3 separate regions of the Mus musculus genome follow, and all the other regions are linked to region 1. A link is a contact called in public HiChIP or PLAC-seq data. All regions are on one chromosome and are shown on one strand. Each heading gives the region's core, a stretch centred on a gene start, on an enhancer-like site or on the middle of the called end of the contact. The rest is flanking DNA. Distances are from core to core; before and after follow the strand shown. Region 1 holds the start of Timm17a (translocase of inner mitochondrial membrane 17a). Region 2 overlaps Lgr6 (leucine-rich repeat-containing G protein-coupled receptor 6). Region 3 holds the start of Nav1 (neuron navigator 1).

Evidence for each region. HiChIP or PLAC-seq counts read pairs in DNA pulled down with a chosen protein or histone mark.
Region 2: a contact with region 1 is called in an HNF4G HiChIP or PLAC-seq map of pancreatic cancer cells. The contact joins the enhancer-like site here to the promoter of Timm17a in region 1. A contact is called at or near these places in 4 of 39 promoter capture datasets (the 3T3-L1 cell line, cranial neural crest, embryonic stem cells and 1 more), 1 of 484 Hi-C or Micro-C datasets (the BV-2 cell line), 6 of 115 datasets of contacts at active chromatin or transcription factors (bone marrow-derived macrophages, embryonic stem cells and pancreatic cancer cells) and 1 of 9 other capture datasets (adipose tissue).
Region 3: a contact with region 1 is called in an H3K27ac HiChIP or PLAC-seq map of microglia, with 3 times the contacts expected there. The contact joins the promoter of Nav1 here to the promoter of Timm17a in region 1. A contact is called at or near these places in 1 of 484 Hi-C or Micro-C datasets (embryonic fibroblasts), 1 of 115 datasets of contacts at active chromatin or transcription factors (microglia) and 1 of 9 other capture datasets (pancreatic islet).

Annotation. Positions count from the first base shown.
Region 1 is chr1:135,312,344-135,315,049 of GRCm38.p6, reverse strand. Timm17a (translocase of inner mitochondrial membrane 17a) reads left to right here and starts at 1,313. Exons shown (of 6, transcript NM_011590.2): 1 at 1,313-1,356. The coding sequence starts at 1,331.
Region 2 is chr1:134,984,014-134,986,719 of GRCm38.p6, reverse strand. Lgr6 (leucine-rich repeat-containing G protein-coupled receptor 6) reads left to right here. Exons shown (of 18, transcript NM_001033409.3): 18 at 1-367. Among named protein-coding and RNA genes, the nearest start is that of Ube2t, 23 kb to the right of the region's middle. Within about 2 kb of position 1,394, at least 8 of the 459 cell types and tissues checked have an H3K27ac peak or open chromatin away from gene starts, as enhancers often do. A contact at or near this core is called in pancreatic cancer cells, where this site is marked.
Region 3 is chr1:135,584,023-135,586,728 of GRCm38.p6, reverse strand. It overlaps Nav1 (neuron navigator 1), which reads left to right and starts at 1,374. Exons shown (of 30, transcript NM_173437.2): 1 at 1,374-2,174. The coding sequence starts at 1,409.

The DNA.
Region 1 (2,706 bases), core at 64-2,563:
CATCTGTCTAGCCTCAAATATCTAGCTTTGTTTTGTTGTTGTTGTTGTTTTTTTTTTTGAGACAGGGTTTCTCTGTGTAGCCTTGGCTGTCCTGGAACTCACTCTGTAGACCAGGCTGGCCTCGAACTCAGAAATTTGCCTGCCTCTGCCTCCCAAGTGCTGGGAATAAAGGCGTCCGCCACCACGCCCGGCGTTGTTGTTGTTTTAAGGTGGAATGGAACAAGAACTCCCTTTATAGCTGGCAGTGACTGTGTTTTCCTGATAAGGCTGGTGAAACTTCATACTTTTAGCTTTTTCTTCTTTAACAAGGGAAGTCTGGAGTATCTCAGGATGGCTTTGAACTCTAAATGCAACTGAGGATATAACACTGAACTTCAATATGTGCCACCATAACCGTGTGTGTGTGTGTGTGTGTGTGTGTGTGTGTGTGTGTGTGTGTGTGTATGATGCTGGGGATCTGACTTACCAACTTAAGTATGACTATAGCCCTATTTTCAGTCTCTTTTCTCTGGGCTAAACATATCTCATGCTTTCTGGGTTATCCTTTGTGGGGAGGCATGGAAGAGGATCTGGCACCAACGACCCCCAAAATCAATGGTCTCAAATTGGCCATGGCTCCTGAAATGGTCCAATTGTCTCTATAAGATGAACACTTATTTTCGGGCTGCTAAATTGGCTCAGTGGGTAAAGTACTCGCTGTCAGCCCTGACAATTCCAGTTCTGTAGACTCTCCTTAGACCTCCATGCACCCACCAGATCCCGTACATACATCAATTAATAAAAATAATCTTTATTTTAAAAGTTATCTATTACATTCCAGACATTATGACTATATAGATCTGCTCTAAAAGAGCTACATATATTTATTAAAGATTCACTGTTCACGGCAAATTAAGTAGCACTATTAATAAATACCTGACAGCAAAAGCACTTTTTAAAAAATAGCGGCTGGATAGTGGTGACACACACCTTTAATCCAGCACTCGGGAGGCACAGGCTGGCTGATCTGAGTTTGAAGCCAGACTGGGCTACATAAGCGAGTTCCAGGGCAGAGAAACTCTGTCTCGAAAAAAAGGGCAATCAATGTTTATCCCAGGCCACGGGGCTGATCTGAACTCTGTCACTCAGTACTCCGAACCCCCGAACCTCCACGCCCTGGCCGGGGAGCCTCCACGCTCCGGGTCTACAAGGAGTCCGATTGCCATTGGCTGCGGCAGGAAGAGATGCTCCAATCCCCGTCCAGTAGCACGCCTCCGCCTGGGATCACTTCCGTCGCGGGGATCAATTTCCGCCCAGCGTGCCGTAGACTCTCGCGCGGGTTGGAGCCAAGATGGAGGAATACGCGAGAGAGCCGTGGTGAGTTGCCGCCGCCGCCCTTGTCCCTTAATTACCTCCTCCATCCGCCGTGGTCGGAGTCTGAGGTGCAAGCGGAGCTCCGCGCGGCTCGGCGCCGAGATCTGGGCAGCTGTGGGTAGTGTGGATGAGCGTGACAAAGGTGGCTTTTTAGCGCAGTGTGCCAGGACCCCAGCACCCCTGTGACCTTGTGGTGCATTGGGAGGAGGTCCGGTGCTGGGCTTGGTGGAGCTTTGGAACCTCCTCCCTATGGCAGGTGCTGTCGACTTTGTGCGGGGACAATAATGATCCCTTCTGCCTGCTGAGGCGACCTTGAACACGTCCCTAAGCCTCGCTCTGCTCAGTTTCTGCCTCGACGAAGGGAATGTAGATCTCCGAGTGCCATACCCGAGGCCTTATGCCTATGAGGACTAAGTGTCCCCACGATGAAGCATTTCAAATGAGTAGACCACAAATTTCACCCAACATCCAAGGGGGCTGGATGAGCTCCTTGTAGGCTGAAGCGGCCTTTCCTATGTGGAATTCCCGAAGAAAAAAGATATATCAGTATGTGGAAAATAGGAAGAGATGAGCTGCGTGTGTTCTCTGAAAAGCCATGAATAGACATAAATTCATTAAGTGTTTATTAAGTAAGGGCTGTATGCTTGGCTCAAGGTGTAAACAAGAGTAAATCAGGCATAGCTGTTTGCAGTAAATTAATGTAATAGCTGTCGAGTCTCAACAGTTGTTTGAATAAAGCCTCAGGTGTCACAAGCTAATAGATCTTGGTATTCTGGGTTTTTGTTTGTAATGAGCGTCAGGGTATTATCCTCAAATAGTGTGTCTGCCCAGGATTTTAAATTATTATTTGGTGGCACTCCCAAAAGTATGCTTCAGCCTTCTGTCCTCAGAGGAGGTTATCTCCATGTGTTGGGGTTGGATATGCAGGGTTTAGCTGGACTGTATAAATTGGTACTAGATGCCGTATAATGACACAGATTAGCAGGAGGGGTAATTTTGATACATTTGAGTTTTCCCCAGGTCAGGTGGCACAGGCCTCATGAGGTAGAAGCAGGAGAGCCAGCAAGTTTAAGGACAGCCTGGGCTCCATAGCAAGTTCTAGGGCAGCTGGGGTTAGACCTTGTGTCAGACATATTTTCATCAGAGTGCACTGTGCATGCTGGTAATCTCAGCACTTAGGTTCTAGGCTAGCCCAGGATACATAGCAAGGCCATGTCTTGATGTTTGATAAGTTACTGGACATTCCTTTTTTTTCTTGGTGTGTTCTGAGGCCAGCGCTGTCTGAAACAGTAGATGGTTTAATCATTGTCATAATACTTCTTTGTTGCTTTCTCGGAGTGCTTTAGGATCTAT
Region 2 (2,706 bases), core at 145-2,644, 330 kb after region 1:
GCCTGGGAAATTTGCATAGGAGAAAGGAGAAAAGCAAAAGACAGTGAAGGTTATGGGGCCCTGACAGAGCCATGATCAGTAAGTGCAGAGTGATGGGGAGGTCTCACAGAGCATGACACTGGAAGACAACTACCAAAGACATTGGAGAGTCTCCCCTGTGACATATAGAATATAAAATGTGTTTTGTGTTCCATTAATCTTGACCTATGCTGTGCCAAAGTGCTTCCTGTTAAAATACACTTTGGAAGACATTGCATATTATGTCCCTTTCTTAGAGTCATGGGGTCATGTTAGTGTCTAAAAGGTCCTGAGAATTAGGACTTTTTGGCTTAATTACTACAGCAATTAAACTTAATTATTTGATGATACCTATATATTTGCTTTTCATGAAACACTTACAAATCTCTCATAGAACTTTATGGTTTTTCTCCCGGGGAATCATCTTCATACCATGGAGTACTACCCTATGACATCATAAGATGCCACCCTCTTTCAAAGCCCCTATGAAGCCAACCTGGGGTGAAGTGCCAGAGGTGACTGATGATCCGTCATCCAGGACAGATTTTGCATTCTGCTCCCCTCCCCACCTCACTTATCCTACTGGAACAGACACCTGGAGGAGCCTGCCCCATCTCCAAGGTGGGGCGGGGGGAAAGAGACCTTGATGTGTTCCCACACCACACCGACCCCAAGCAGTAATGAAATTTCTGCCCTCAGCAAGACAGGATTCTCAGGTCCTGGTAAGATATACACTGAGAAGTCTGTGGTTCTCTGGGCTTCCCCGAACTCTATGCTAACTTTGTATGGTTTTACATTGTATGCATCTCACTATGGCCTGGACCTCTCTTCTCATCCCAATCCTGTTACTGGTAGGGATGGAAAACCCAAGAGAAGGGATATTTGTATTGTGAATATTGCATTTTAGGGAGTGCTGTGGCTATCTGGGACTCCTGGATGCCCCCAACAGGCCTTTGATTCTTCTGCCTCTCTCCTCTTGATCTTTCTTACCCTCTGCTTCCCCAAGTGCAGTTGAGGTTCTATGCAGTGCCTCCGCCTCACTCCAAACACGGGAATTCAATCTCAGAGAGAGGAGGTAACAAGTGGGGAGAAGCCAAGACTCAGCAATAGACGATAATTGCTCCTGGGATTGCCCCCAACACCATTTACCTAGAAAGGACCAAGTTTGGATCCTGAAGCCCAGTGGAGCACCATTCTCTGCCTGAATCCTGTTGTGATCCCTAGCCAAGTCCTCTTTCCAAAAACTCCACCTTTAAAACAAGCTGAGAAGGCCCTTCTCTAAGTTTAATAGTTAACTTTCCATAGCTTAGCTTCTCTGCGGTCTCCTGAGTGCCCAGTGAAAATTCTGCCATAGGTCAACAAGTGAGGTGGAGAGATGAGTCAGAGGCCATGCATGGAGCTCAGAACATTTCCAAACCTCCTGTGATTCACTGAGTAGCCCCTAGACTCTAGAAGGCTCAGAAGCAGAAAAGGATGACTTTATTATTCCTTAGGGTCTTCTCATGGGGCCAGTTTCAGGAAGGGCATTCACCAAATGATGGCAGATTTATTTATCAATTGTTTCTGGGTGCCTGATTTCTTTATTTCCCCCGGGCTATGAGAGCCCTTGGTGGGAGGTCCCCCCACCTTGAGAATTGGTGGGTTTTGGTTTTTTTGTTTTTTTGTTTTTTTTTTTTTATTTCCTAGGGTTGGCTATTTTAGTTAGGGTTTTACTGCTGTGAAGAGATACCATGACCAAGGCAACTCTCATAAGGACAACATTTAATTGGGGCTGGTTTGCAGGTTTAGAGGTTCAGTCCATTATCATCAAGGTGAGAACATGGCAGAATCCAGGCAAGCACAGTGCAGGAGGAGCTGAGAGTTCTACATCTTCATCTGAAGGTTGCTAGCAGAATACTCACTTCCAGGCAGCTAAGGACTAAGGTATTAAAGCCCACACCCACAGTGACCCATCTACTCCAACAAGGCCACACCTCCTAATAGTCCCACTCCCTGATCCAAGCATATACAAACTATCACAATGGCAAAATTGGCATTCTTTTGGGGAGGCTTGACTTACAGCAAGTTACCTAGATTTTTACCCTGCTCTCTCCACCTACATCACTATGAGATCATTCTCCCCTTTGGAGTCAAGGAACTAGCCTTGGAGTGAAGTGGCCATGTGTTGGTGGTCTAAGAATGTAGGCATTGTTCCTTAAAGAGGTCTTCTATGAGAGTGAGCCAGCCCCTTTGGGCTGCAAGCTTTAGCATGGCACAGTTGTCACCTTACTGTCTGCTTCTAAATCTGGACATCAGCCAAAGTTCAACATTCTAATTAGAGAAGAGGCAAGGGAGGAGAGAGTTGAAGTTCCATAAACTTTTATTTAAACGTCTAGCTAGGAGTGGTGGTGCCAGTGTGGAGGTGGCAAGATCGAGTGTTAGGGTCATCCTCAGCTACATAATGAGTTTGAGGCTATCCTAGGCTACATGAGACTCTGTCTCAAAAAACAAAAGCAAGCAAGCAAGCAAACAAAACCTCCAACTACTAGTTCATATACATTTACCCCAAATAAGATTGAGTAGTTAAGTTTCCTTGTGTTTTACTTTGGGCCAAATTTCTAGCAAGCCAGAATGTTAGTACTTTGGTTATCTCCTTTGTGGTCAGTTGAAGACCATGGGTCTTCTTCTAAGCAAATTTCTGAGTCTCTG
Region 3 (2,706 bases), core at 125-2,624, 270 kb before region 1:
AATACCTACTCTGGGCTAGCATGGTACTTGGAGAGCTCCTATGCTGATAGAACAAACATATCCAGGATCTCTTCAGTTGGTTCTGCAGCTGGGCAGTGGTGGCGCACGCTTTTAATCCCAGCACTCGGGAGGCAGAGTCAGGCAGATTTCTGAGTTCGAGGCCAGCCTGGTCTACAGAGTGAGTTCCAGGACAGCCAGGGCTACACAGAGAAATCCCGCCTCCAAAAACAAAAAACAAAACAAAACAAAAAATGCTCTGCCAAGGGACCTATGCTAACTCTCCTGTGTCCTTAGTGTCCCAAAGCCCCTTTTCCTAGGAAGCTAGGATTAAAACCATTGTAAGAGCAACAGAGGTTCAATGACTTTGACAAGGTCATGTGATCAAGTGGAATGGTGACTCGGACTCCTGCACCCAACAGTTAGCCGCTTCAACCCCTCAGGTCCCTGTCCCTGTCAACCCTAGGCACTGTCTAAAGCAGCCTGTTCTGTCCTGTGTCCCTTACCTTCTGGGTTTAGGAGGGCAAAATACACCATAGAGACTAAAGGTAACTAAAGGTAAAGAATTTCTGAGGGAAACCAAAGGTAACGGTTTGTGAGAGCTTCCCTCAGGCTCTGCCAGTTTCTACCCAAGACCTACAGGGCCACTCTTTCTCCTGGGTCAAAGACACCCTTTCCCAGGACCTTTACCTGTACCCCTAAGTCTCCCTTCCTCCACTCATGCTTTTTTCCAGATGCAGCAGGGAACCTTCTACCCCATCTCTCTGTAGAAAGCAAGGAGAAAAACTGGTGGGATCCTCTCTGTGCCCCCGGGGCTCAGCTCACAGACACCTCCCCCTCCCGAGCCAGAAATAGACACACTCTCTCCCCTACCTCCCTCCCCTTGCGCACACTCCACCCCTCCTCCTGTTTGCTCCCCGCCTTCCCCCTCCCCTCTTTCTCGCTGGGAGCTGCAGCCCGCAGCCTCTCCACGAGCTGGAAGGAGGAGTAGAGAGAGGGCGCTGCCCCGGAGTGTGCAGCCCGCAGCACGGATCGGCTAGCCGGGGGACAGAGACAAGATCCCAGCATCACAACACGACCTGGCTTCGATGGAGCCGCTGGTCTTCTATCGTTCCTTTGACTGATTTAAATTTTTTAATTTATATTCTCCCCGCCCCGCCCCTTTTCCTTCGACCCCGCCCCATCAACCCGCTATTTCCTTGCCTTTTCCTCTTCCCCGGCTTCCTTCTCCGCATTTCTTTCCCTTTCGCCCTCCGCTCGCCCCCTTGCTCCCTCCCCTTCCTCTCCCCTTCCTCCGCGGTTTCTTCCGTCCTCCCCCCCATTCCGCCCCCTCCTCTCCCGGCACTACCGCCCCCTCCCCCGCCCCGTGCCTGCAGACGCGCGGATCGTCCATGCGCTCCTCGCAGGCAGAATGCTGGGCAGCAGCGTCAAGAGCGTGCAGCCCGAGGTGGAGCTGAGCGGCGGCAGCGGCAGCGGCGGCGACGAGGGCGCGGACGAGTCTCGGGGAGCCAGCAGAAAGGCAGCCGCGGCGGACGGCAGAGGCATGCTGCCCAAGCGCGCCAAGGCGGCAGGAGGCAGTGGCAGTATGGCCAAGGCCAGTGCAGCGGAGCTGAAGGTCTTCAAGTCCGGCAGCGTGGACAGTCGTGTCCCCGGCGGGCTGCCTACCTCCAACCTGCGCAAACAGAAGTCGCTCACCAACCTCTCGTTTCTCACGGACTCCGAGAAAAAGCTGCAGCTGTATGAGCCTGAGTGGAGTGATGATATGGCCAAAGCACCCAAGGGTTTGGGCAAACTGGGGCCCAAGGGCCGCGAGACTCCTCTGATGTCCAAGACGCTGTCCAAGTCTGAGCATTCGCTCTTCCAACCCAAAGGTGGCTCAACCGGCGGCGCCAAGACCCCACTGGCTCCGCTAGCGCCCAGCCTAGGCAAACCTAGCCGGATTCCTCGGGGACCCTATGCGGAGGTCAAGCCTCTCAGCAAGGCGCCTGAGGCAGCGGTAAGCGATGATGGCAAATCGGATGACGAACTGCTTTCCAGCAAGGCTAAAGCGCAAAAGGGCTCAGGGACTGTGCCCTCTGCCAAGGGCCAGGAGGAGCGGGCCTTCCTCAAGGTGGACCCCGAGCTTGTGGTTACCGTGCTGGGCGACCTAGAACAGCTACTCTTCAGCCAGATGCTAGGTAAGACTTGCTGCCCCGCCCCACCCCGCCCCTGGTTTTCTCCTGGCCAGCTGCAGGAAGAGGTTTGCTTTCCCCCTTTCTCCCTTCTATACCGATCACTGGCCAGGTTAGGAGGGGTATTACTGCCCAGATGTGCAGAGCTGGCCTACCTCCAGCTGTGTCTGGCTAACGTGTGTCTTAAAGATGTCGCTGATGGGAGCCTGGGCTCTGCTGTGGCTTGTTGGAAGTGAGGGTGGACAATGGAGACGGGGGACTTGGGGGGCTCAGAAATCATTAGCTCCCTTGAATTTTAAGGTCCAGAGTCCTAATATGGCAAACCACAGTGAGGTTGGTAGAAACACCAGCTGAGGAGTAGTCTGCGCTGAATAACACAGCATCCAGCATTGCTAGGGAAGCCTAGGGTAGGAGATCTAGAGCAAAGATGTGGGGAAAGCAGATGTGAGGGCTAGTTGGTCCTTGGAGCAGGGCTGAGGCTCCACTTCCTCTGTGAATCCCGGGTGGGAGCTTGAGTCGGATTTCCCCGGGTGTGGGG